Linked DNA regions of Oryzias latipes: region 2 is linked to region 1. Evidence: chromatin contacts called from public Hi-C data. All regions are on one chromosome and are shown on one strand. Each heading gives the region's core, a stretch centred on a gene start, on an enhancer-like site or on the middle of the called end of the contact. The rest is flanking DNA. Distances are from core to core; before and after follow the strand shown. Region 1 holds the start of LOC101161933 (protein phosphatase 1H). Region 2 has its middle 35 kb from the start of LOC111946918.

Region 1 (4,159 bases), core at 1,040-3,539:
CGTATGACTCAGAGGATGTTCTATTGGCTGTTCTGCATGTCAATTAAGTAACTTATTACACAGTGTGGATGATGATTTGCTGACAGCTTTTTAAAAAAATATCTTTTTACATTTTTTTTATTTATTTATCTTTGATGACCCGTGATCTACCGTCACATCCTTCGAGGTAATAAGCACCCCTGCTTTAAGCCAAGTCACCCTTGAAAAGGAGATCTTGATGCCAGTGAATGCACACCGGGGAACATTTGACCCGCGAATGTCACTGCTGGTCCTCACAAGCGAACATTACAGGAAGATTATCAGCCTCTTTAAAGTAAGTTATTTTTGTAATTTTTGAATCGTTTTACTTTTTATAGTCTTTTTATCTATTATCAATTATTATCTATATTTTTTATTTATTACGTTTGTTGCGACGCCTTTGGAACAAGTCATCCTTGAAAAAGAGATTCTAAACTTAATGGGTTTATAATCTGGCTTAAAAATAAAACCAAAATAAGTGTACACTAGAGTTTAGATTAAACATGCCAATTTGACCCATGAACATCAGTGCAGCTCCTCACAAACTAACATTACAGGTGGTTAAAAGCTTGTTTTATGTATAAATGTATTTTTGCTCCTTGACACCCTTGGCGGTACCAAGTTGTTGCTCACAAACTAACATTAGAAGCATTAAAAGCCTGTTATGTACAATTTGTATTTTTTAAAATAGTTTTACTTCATATTTTCCTTCCCTATATGTCTAACTGTTATTGTAGTCACCCTTTGCTCAAAGTTGCCCTTGAAAACGAGATCCTGATCACAGTTAAAGAAAAATAAGTGTACTTTAAAAAAGTAAATCAACAATTATTATGTATTTTCGGGAATAACTGAAAGAAAACAAATCCAAGATTAAAGTCAGATTGCATTTTATGGACTTACTGAAAAAAGCACTGAGCTTTAATAGAAGCACTACGCATGCGTACTGTGCAGCTGTGACACAGATGGTCTTCTATGGAGCAGTAAGGAAAAACGCGGGGAGGGGGGGCAGTAAAGTTGCAGCATCTGAGGGCAAATCGATGCTTGTGGAAGCAGCTGCGTGACTTTGCGTCAGTCTGACGGTCAGCCAGACTCTAAACTGGGCGCAGTTGGTGCGTTAACTCCGTCGTTGCGCACGTGCAAGGTGCGTGAAAATCAGCTCGCGGCTCGGATAGAGTGGACGCAAGACGTCACACCAACTCAGGTGGACGACAGGTTTGTGCTGACTCAACAGCGCGTGCGCAGTTTAGATGACGACGAATAAATGAATGGAATCGCGGTTTCTCGATTGCACCGGGAGCCGCGGAGGTGCTTACTCAGCGTATCCGGTGGCCCACGGTAATCTCCTGGTCTCCTTCAGGATGAGGATGGGCCGCGCGACGTGGTCCGCGGAGCACTCGATCTCGTCCGTGGACAGTCCGAGGAAGTCCGGCCGCATGTAGGGGAATTTCAGCGGCATGTCCGCGCCGGCGTGGCCGCCGCCCCCCGCGGAGCCGCCCCCGGCCACGATGCCGCCCATGAAGCCGGCCACGGCGGTCTTGACCCGGCTCAGCATGTTGCCGCCGTTGGCGCGTCGTGGTGCGGCGTCCGCGGGCCGGTGCGCGCCGGCGCGGCTCCCTTTGCCCGGATGCCCCCCCACAACGGCCGCCGCTGATCCACTCGATGGAGAATCAGATGGAGGAGGTGAAGAAGGAGGAGAGCATCGGGTTACGCGGTGTGCAGAGCGGGAGGGCGGGCGGATGCGGCTGGAGGAGCAGGAGGAGGAGATCCTCCATGGGGAGTCATTGATGAGGAGCTCGTCACGCGGAAATACGCGCAGGATTAGCGGGTCACGTGACGCTAGAAAATAAACAAATAAATAAATGGATACGAGGGCAGGCTGCTGGATGACGCAGTTGCAACATTTATTTGATTCTATCCTTTTGTTTTGATATTCAAATCAAATATATAAAAGCCGCACTAAATCAGGCTGAAAGGCCTCGTGCTTAAGGCGGACTGACGGATCAGTTCATTCAGAGGCTGAGCAGCTTAGTGCGCTGGGCTGACGGTAAGTCAGGAAAAGCCCACCATGGATTCCCTCTGAGAAACCAAACCACAACCGAGCCTCTGTTTACTGTTTAAGTCTCAATGTAGACAAAGAAAATGAAGAAAAAGGAATCCACGAAATCCCACTGGTTGATTTAAAAAATATTTGTATGATGGAGCAGAATTTGGTCAAGTTCACCTTAATATTTTGTAATGTAACTCTGGTTATTAAGTACGGAGCCCGTTTCCTGACATTAAAAAAATAAAATATATCTCGTTCCCACAGATTAATATCTTATTCGCACGAAATACTATTCCATTCTCACAAGATACTATTGCATTCCCTCGAAATACTATTTCGTTCCCTCGAAATGATTAACTCGTGCAAACGCAACAATTAATTTGTTCAAACGCAATAATTATTCACGTCATGAGTCATTCATAAACACGGATATGCTCTCCGTCCGGCCGCAAAAGCCACTTTTAGCGGTAACTTCCGTGTCTCTGTCACCCACATTCATTCGTTCAAGAAAGGAAATAGAAAAACAAGAGTGATCAATTTATTATTGTCTCAATGAATATAAGAAAAATATAAGATTTATGATGCCTAAGCTTGGTGGTTTGCCATACGATTCACCGGACATAGCTCCGCCGCGGAGCTCTTTCCTTGTCATGCCGGCATTTGGGCAGCTGGCTGGCCAGTAGACTGACAGCCAGCTGATATTGTAGTTTAGGGGGGAATATAGGAATAATAATATTCTGGACTTGCCCTTTATTAACACACTCTTTAGCAGTGGCTTTACATTTGAAGGCTAGCGGGCTACATGCTACTAACTAGCCCAGGGGTCGGGAACCTATGGCTCGCGTGATGGTCACGTGTGGCTCACAGAAAAATCTTTAATTCTTTAATTATACTTTTTTTTTCCCATTAGACCAGTCCATCTCGGGTGCGATGCGATGCGCAGTGGTAGCGGTGCTTGGAGAAAAAAAATCTACAACGCATGTCAGTTTACTATGATCTATAATTTCACAGAGTTTACAACAGCCTGAAACTTGCGAACCGCCGTCCCTTCAACTGCGCGCTCCCGTCTCTGAGAAAGTGCCCACGGTTGCAGCGGGATGTGTGAGGAAGAAAGGGGGGGTTTGTGGGCGCGGGCTGCAAGGTGAATCCCACAGGGATTGTCAAAACTTAAAACACGCTGCTGTCACATACTGCAGCGTGTGAGTATATGTTTGGCTCCACGTCTGCATGTGAGCAGTCTTTCTCACATCTGAAGAACATTCAGACCAGCCTACAATCACGTTTAACAGATGGAAGTCTCAACGCCTGCATGAAGCTGAAACTCACCACGTATCAACCAGACTAGTCCCTCAGCAAAACCATGCAGCACCAGAAGAAATACTCATCATTTATTAGCAACAGCATAACAATGTTGTTCAAAAGAATCCACAGACTTATTGTACTTAAAAAGTGTTGAAATTACATCAAATGCACACATTCACTCGTATATTTAGTTTTAAACATATTGTTGTGGACTGAGTTGGACTGGGGGGCTGTTGTTGGGTCGCGTTCTAAATTTTGGAGTTCATTGAACGCATCAAGCAGAGCTGCTGATTGGCCCTCAGTTCTGTCGCTTAGCCTGTTGTTAGGTAGTTTGGACCAATGGGGTTCAGCCATGGGCCGAATAAGGAAATAGGAGAGCTGATGCGGCAGTGAGCGAATAAGGAGTTGGGTGAAGCGCCCTCGTCTCAGCGGGGGAGAGACTGAGGAGTTGCTGAATTAATTGTACGGTGTTGGTTACGGTCTGCAGTAACCAGAATAAAGAACCTTAAAAGAGGTTAAGTCTCCGTGCCTCAGTTTGGGAAAGGGACACAACATTATTGTATGGCTCTTTCGAAATTACATTTAAAAATATGTGGCGTTTATGGCTCTCTCGGCCAAAAAGGTTCCCGACCCCAGAACTAGCCGATCATTTCTCCTGTTATTCCCGTCATAGATTTACAGCAGATAACCTCACATTTCTGTCTGTGTGTGTCTCATTACATTGCATTGAAGACACAGAGGATGTTTAGAGATCAGATTTATTTATTTTAAAAAGCACAAAAGCACGGTAATCAC
Region 2 (4,295 bases), core at 870-3,369, 50 kb after region 1:
CTGGATGGAAAGATGACGGCGTTTCACAAAACGAAAGCACCAAGACGGACTTCCTTGAAAATGTTCATTTCCTCTGCAAGCGTTACTGCCTTCAGTCGAATGGTGACGGTAGAGGCGCTTCTCCCAGCTGTTCTCTGATCGTTAATCCATCGCTCGAGTCGTTCTTCCAACTCAGACCTCCTCGCCTTGTTTCCGCTGCAACTCAGCTGCGTCTTCTTGACTTGTCGGAGATCGTTTTCCAGCTTCCTCCACTTGCGAACCATGGATTCATTAATCTTGAATTCTCTTGCATAGATGATAGCTTCCAGTCTAAACTTGGCTTCATAAGCGTGTTAGGCACCAGCAGCTAACCTTGAAGATTCTGCCAAAGCCTCCCCATTGCGCGGTGGCAGTTCGTGACCATAGCCTAAGTCAGAGCCGACCACCTGGCTTAACAATTTTGAACTATTTTAATAACATTAAATGCAAAATAACTATTTAGCACTGTACAGTCCAGTACATCAAATAAATTGACACAAAATTCACAAAATCTAATACCATTTGATAAAATCCACAAAAAAATGTAGCAATATAAATTTCTTAGAAATGTGATATAGTTTTCATTATGATATTTTGGATGATTTCATACGTTATCGTTCACAGCAACGTCAGTTTAAGATGCAAAAATATTGACATGAGTGGAAAAAAAGCATGTTATTTATCCACCGTCTCAAATGTGATCCACACATTCTTAACATGATGTAGCTGTATTATTAAGAATCAATTATCAGCAAATTTCTCATTCTTTCAAAACAGCAAGTACCAGTAGTCATTTTAAAAGGGAACAACAATAGTTTAGGTATTTTCAGCACAAAGTTTAGAAAATTAGCTAAATGTTTTCCTGCCAAAAGTATTTTTGCGATTTTATGGAAGCAGACATTTTCTGATGAGCAGGAAAAGCCCTTCTACTGCCTCTAGTGGATTGATAATGAAGTGCAGGACAGAAAACACAAACCAAGTTGTAAATAATGGGTTTTATAAGGAATGTTTGGATCATGCTAATGAGGTAATGTCTCAGAAATATGTGGATCAAATATTATACAATTGGTTACTGAACATTTTATTGCAATAGCATATTGTCATTTCCTCACAAAGAAAACAAATCGATGGCATGTTTTTTTCTGGTAGTCCTTCTTGATATTGAACTCTTTAAAAACAGCCATATCCTTGATTTAAGGAAAGGCGCCTGCGGCTTGGTGAAAATTTGAATGCGGGCCACATTTTGCCCAAGGCCCAGACTTTGGACATGCCTGAGTTCAGTACTGAACTCAGTACTGAAACTCACGGTTCTTGACCTTTAAATTAATCTAAACTTTTTAAAGCTCTCTCCTGCACAGGATTGGACGTGAGTCATGCATATAAATGGTCATGAAAGACTTCACTCACATTGTCAGTGACTGGTGATGTAGGACGCGAAATTCAGGAGACCAGGTTTATGGTGGAAATTTAAGACAAAACCATAAAACAAAGGGAGCAACAAAATGGGTGACAGAGCAGATGACATGAGATGAAAAAACCCAAAACTAAAACATACAGAGGATGATTAAATGTAATGAAGACAGTGGTAGATGATTGACCACTGTATTATTGACTCCTAATCTGGTTTGACTGACTCACCAGATTAAGTGTCAGTCACACGAGGAGGGAACCTGAAACCTGCTTTTAGGGTTTTCAGGGGGAAATACCCGAAACCAGAATGTGACAAGAAGACCCAAGGAAACAACAGTAGAAACAAAAAGGATAATCCTCACATTACTTCATCTGCAAAAGGGCAGATTAAAGATGCCCCAACACATGACAGTTAGGAGGAAGGGATTTGGAGGAGAGCTAGAACAAAAGAAAAACCAGATAACACTTCAGGTGCCTGCAGTCAAACAGAGAGGAAGGATGTCATGGAAAACTCCCTCCTTAGAAACAAAAGGAAGATAAGCAGCCCTCACAACTTTGCCCATGAATAGCAAACACTATTAAGGGAAAAGGAGACCCTCCTCAGGGACAAGTCACATGATTAAGGGGTAGGACTGACAACCATCGTCTGGGACAGGACATATGAAAGGGCACGGCCTTTGCAAGGATCAGGACATATAAAGAGGAGTGGCCCAGAAACCCTCCTCAAACAGGACACAGCGAGAAGAGCGGTCCTGGCAACTGTCCCCAGAGACATGACACATAAAGAGGAGGAGCCCCTGCAACCCTTCTCAGGCAGGACACATAAAGTGGAGCAGCCCCGGTGACCCCACCCATGGACACATGCAGAGGAGCGGCCCTGACAAGTCTCTGATGGGACACAGGAAGGGGAGCGACTCTCTTTAGAGGCAGAACATAGCTTGTCAAGTGTGGTTCTGGCCTTCCCCTTCAAGAACAGGTAGATACATGGATTTGTGTGACATGGCATCACTTGAAGAGAGCTGCAGGAAAACCTGCCATGGCGTGATATGGTGTGGACAATCTCCTGCTGGGTTTAGGTTGGTCAGGTCATTCTTTCAGGTGAAGGACCTAAAATGTCTGATAATATATTTCATTATGCGCACTAAAGAACATTATTTTTATAATATATTAGTTTTTTGTCTCAGCTCTTTTTCCTTCCTGGAAGTAAGACCACTTGATCTCCGAGGCACCGCCTTTTGCTCCTTGTGGGTGCCTCACATTTCATGACTTCAACCTAGAGCCGGCCTTCAACATCATGTCTGCATTTCGCCCATGAAAAATAAAAAAAAACCACAACAAAATTCAAACTCTTGAAAAGATGGATGTGCATGTTGTGGGGACTTACATAAGCGTTTAGCCGATCATTGCTAGCTCTGTGAAGAAAGTGTTTGTTAGCCTGGGGGCGGAGCTAGCAGTGCAGACTCTTACTGGAAGGGGCTGTTCTCACTATTCTAAATCAAAGTGTGAGAGAACCTGCTCACTTTGGTGGATTGGGAGGTTTTTAGAGGAATGCTCAGAGATGTGTTAATGGATCAAAATACTTCTTTAGGGTTGTTTAATGTGAAGACAGAACATTATTATACACTTCGATTTTTCATCATTTGGGTCCTTTGAATAAATTCAAACATGACAAAACCATAAAACAAAATGATAGATGGACAGATGACATGACCAGGATAACCTAAAAAACAGACACTTTAATATACTGAGGATTAACTGGAATAAAGACAGTTGCTGATACTTGACTATTATAGTAAAATGAAAAAATAATGCACTGTTTATTAGTTGCAAGTTTACTAGCAGTAAATTGTTTTTTTAATGAATGAATGATGATCAAAGAGCACTTTAAATTTCTTTGTACTATGACAAATAAAAGTATCTGTCAGTCTGTCCATCTACCCATCCATCTAAAACGTTCTCACAATTTGTCTGTCTCTGTTACAACTTGCACTCACAACCCAACCATACTGATTTTGGGATGCAGGAACAGATTCTTTGTTGCTTGATACAATGGGGTTAAATGTATTTTAAAAATACCATATTCATGTCTCATAAATATGTATATTCAATGCATCCTCAATCATCTGGATGAAGAACTACATGATAGACACACCACAGTTTGTAGGACCAAAGGGTTGTAAAGTCTGACTGGAAGATTAGTACAGGAGTACCACAGGGGGCTGTACCTGCACCCTTCTTTTTCCTCTGACTTTTGGTAGAAAGTCAAAAACCCTTCGATCAGCAGAGAGGTCATCTGATACTGATGTGATTAGGACAACAGAGTTGGTTGTGGCTTTTAGGAGGTGCATCAGACTGTCCAACCCTGTGTCCTGCATAGGAGAAGAACTGAAGGTACCTTGATGCTATTGGATGATTACCTGGATCGGAAAAACTGGATGGAAAATAAGAGGCAGATTGTCCAAAGAAGGACAAATGAAAAGCATTATGGGAAACCTTGAGCATTCTCTCCTACTCAACAACGCAGTGTCTTCAGTTGGTCCTGCTCACCTCCAATGACTTTCTGATAAATGCCAAGCAACTAAAACTTCTAATTTCAGAATTCTTAAACTAAATATACAACACAACGAACAGTAACAAGCCTCTACTGGTCACTTTCTGAAATAATCTGGCTCCAATTACTTTTGCTTTTTAACCAGGCTTCCACCTGGAAGTCAAAGGGTTGTCCCCTTTGAGATCAGACCTTCTTGTATTCACCGAGATGACCATATTTATGTAAAAATGTCTTACAAATTCGTTTTTTTTCTATGGGAAAGAAGCGATAGTAAACATTCTTATATCAGTTACATGTTGTAAAAGTACGTAAACAA

Evidence for each region. Hi-C and Micro-C count contacts between places; a contact is called where the count stands out from the background.
Region 2: a Hi-C map of embryo shows a contact between it and region 1, with 1.8 times the contacts expected there. The contact joins the enhancer-like site here to the promoter of LOC101161933 in region 1. A contact is called at or near these places in 4 of 5 Hi-C or Micro-C datasets (embryo and fibroblasts).

What each region holds. Positions count from the first base shown.
Region 1 is chr23:6,985,994-6,990,152 of ASM223467v1, forward strand. It overlaps LOC101161933 (protein phosphatase 1H), which reads right to left and starts at 2,290. Exons shown (of 10, transcript XM_023952281.1): 1 at 1,332-2,290. The coding sequence starts at 1,570. il17rel (putative interleukin-17 receptor E-like) reads left to right here and starts at 1,113. Exons shown (of 18, transcript XM_023952280.1): 1 at 1,113-1,230.
Region 2 is chr23:7,036,277-7,040,571 of ASM223467v1, forward strand. No RefSeq gene overlaps it. Among protein-coding and RNA genes, the nearest start is that of LOC111946918, 35 kb to the left of the region's middle. Within about 2 kb of position 2,120, at least 2 of the 8 cell types and tissues checked have an H3K27ac peak or open chromatin away from gene starts, as enhancers often do. A contact at or near this core is called in embryo, where this site is marked.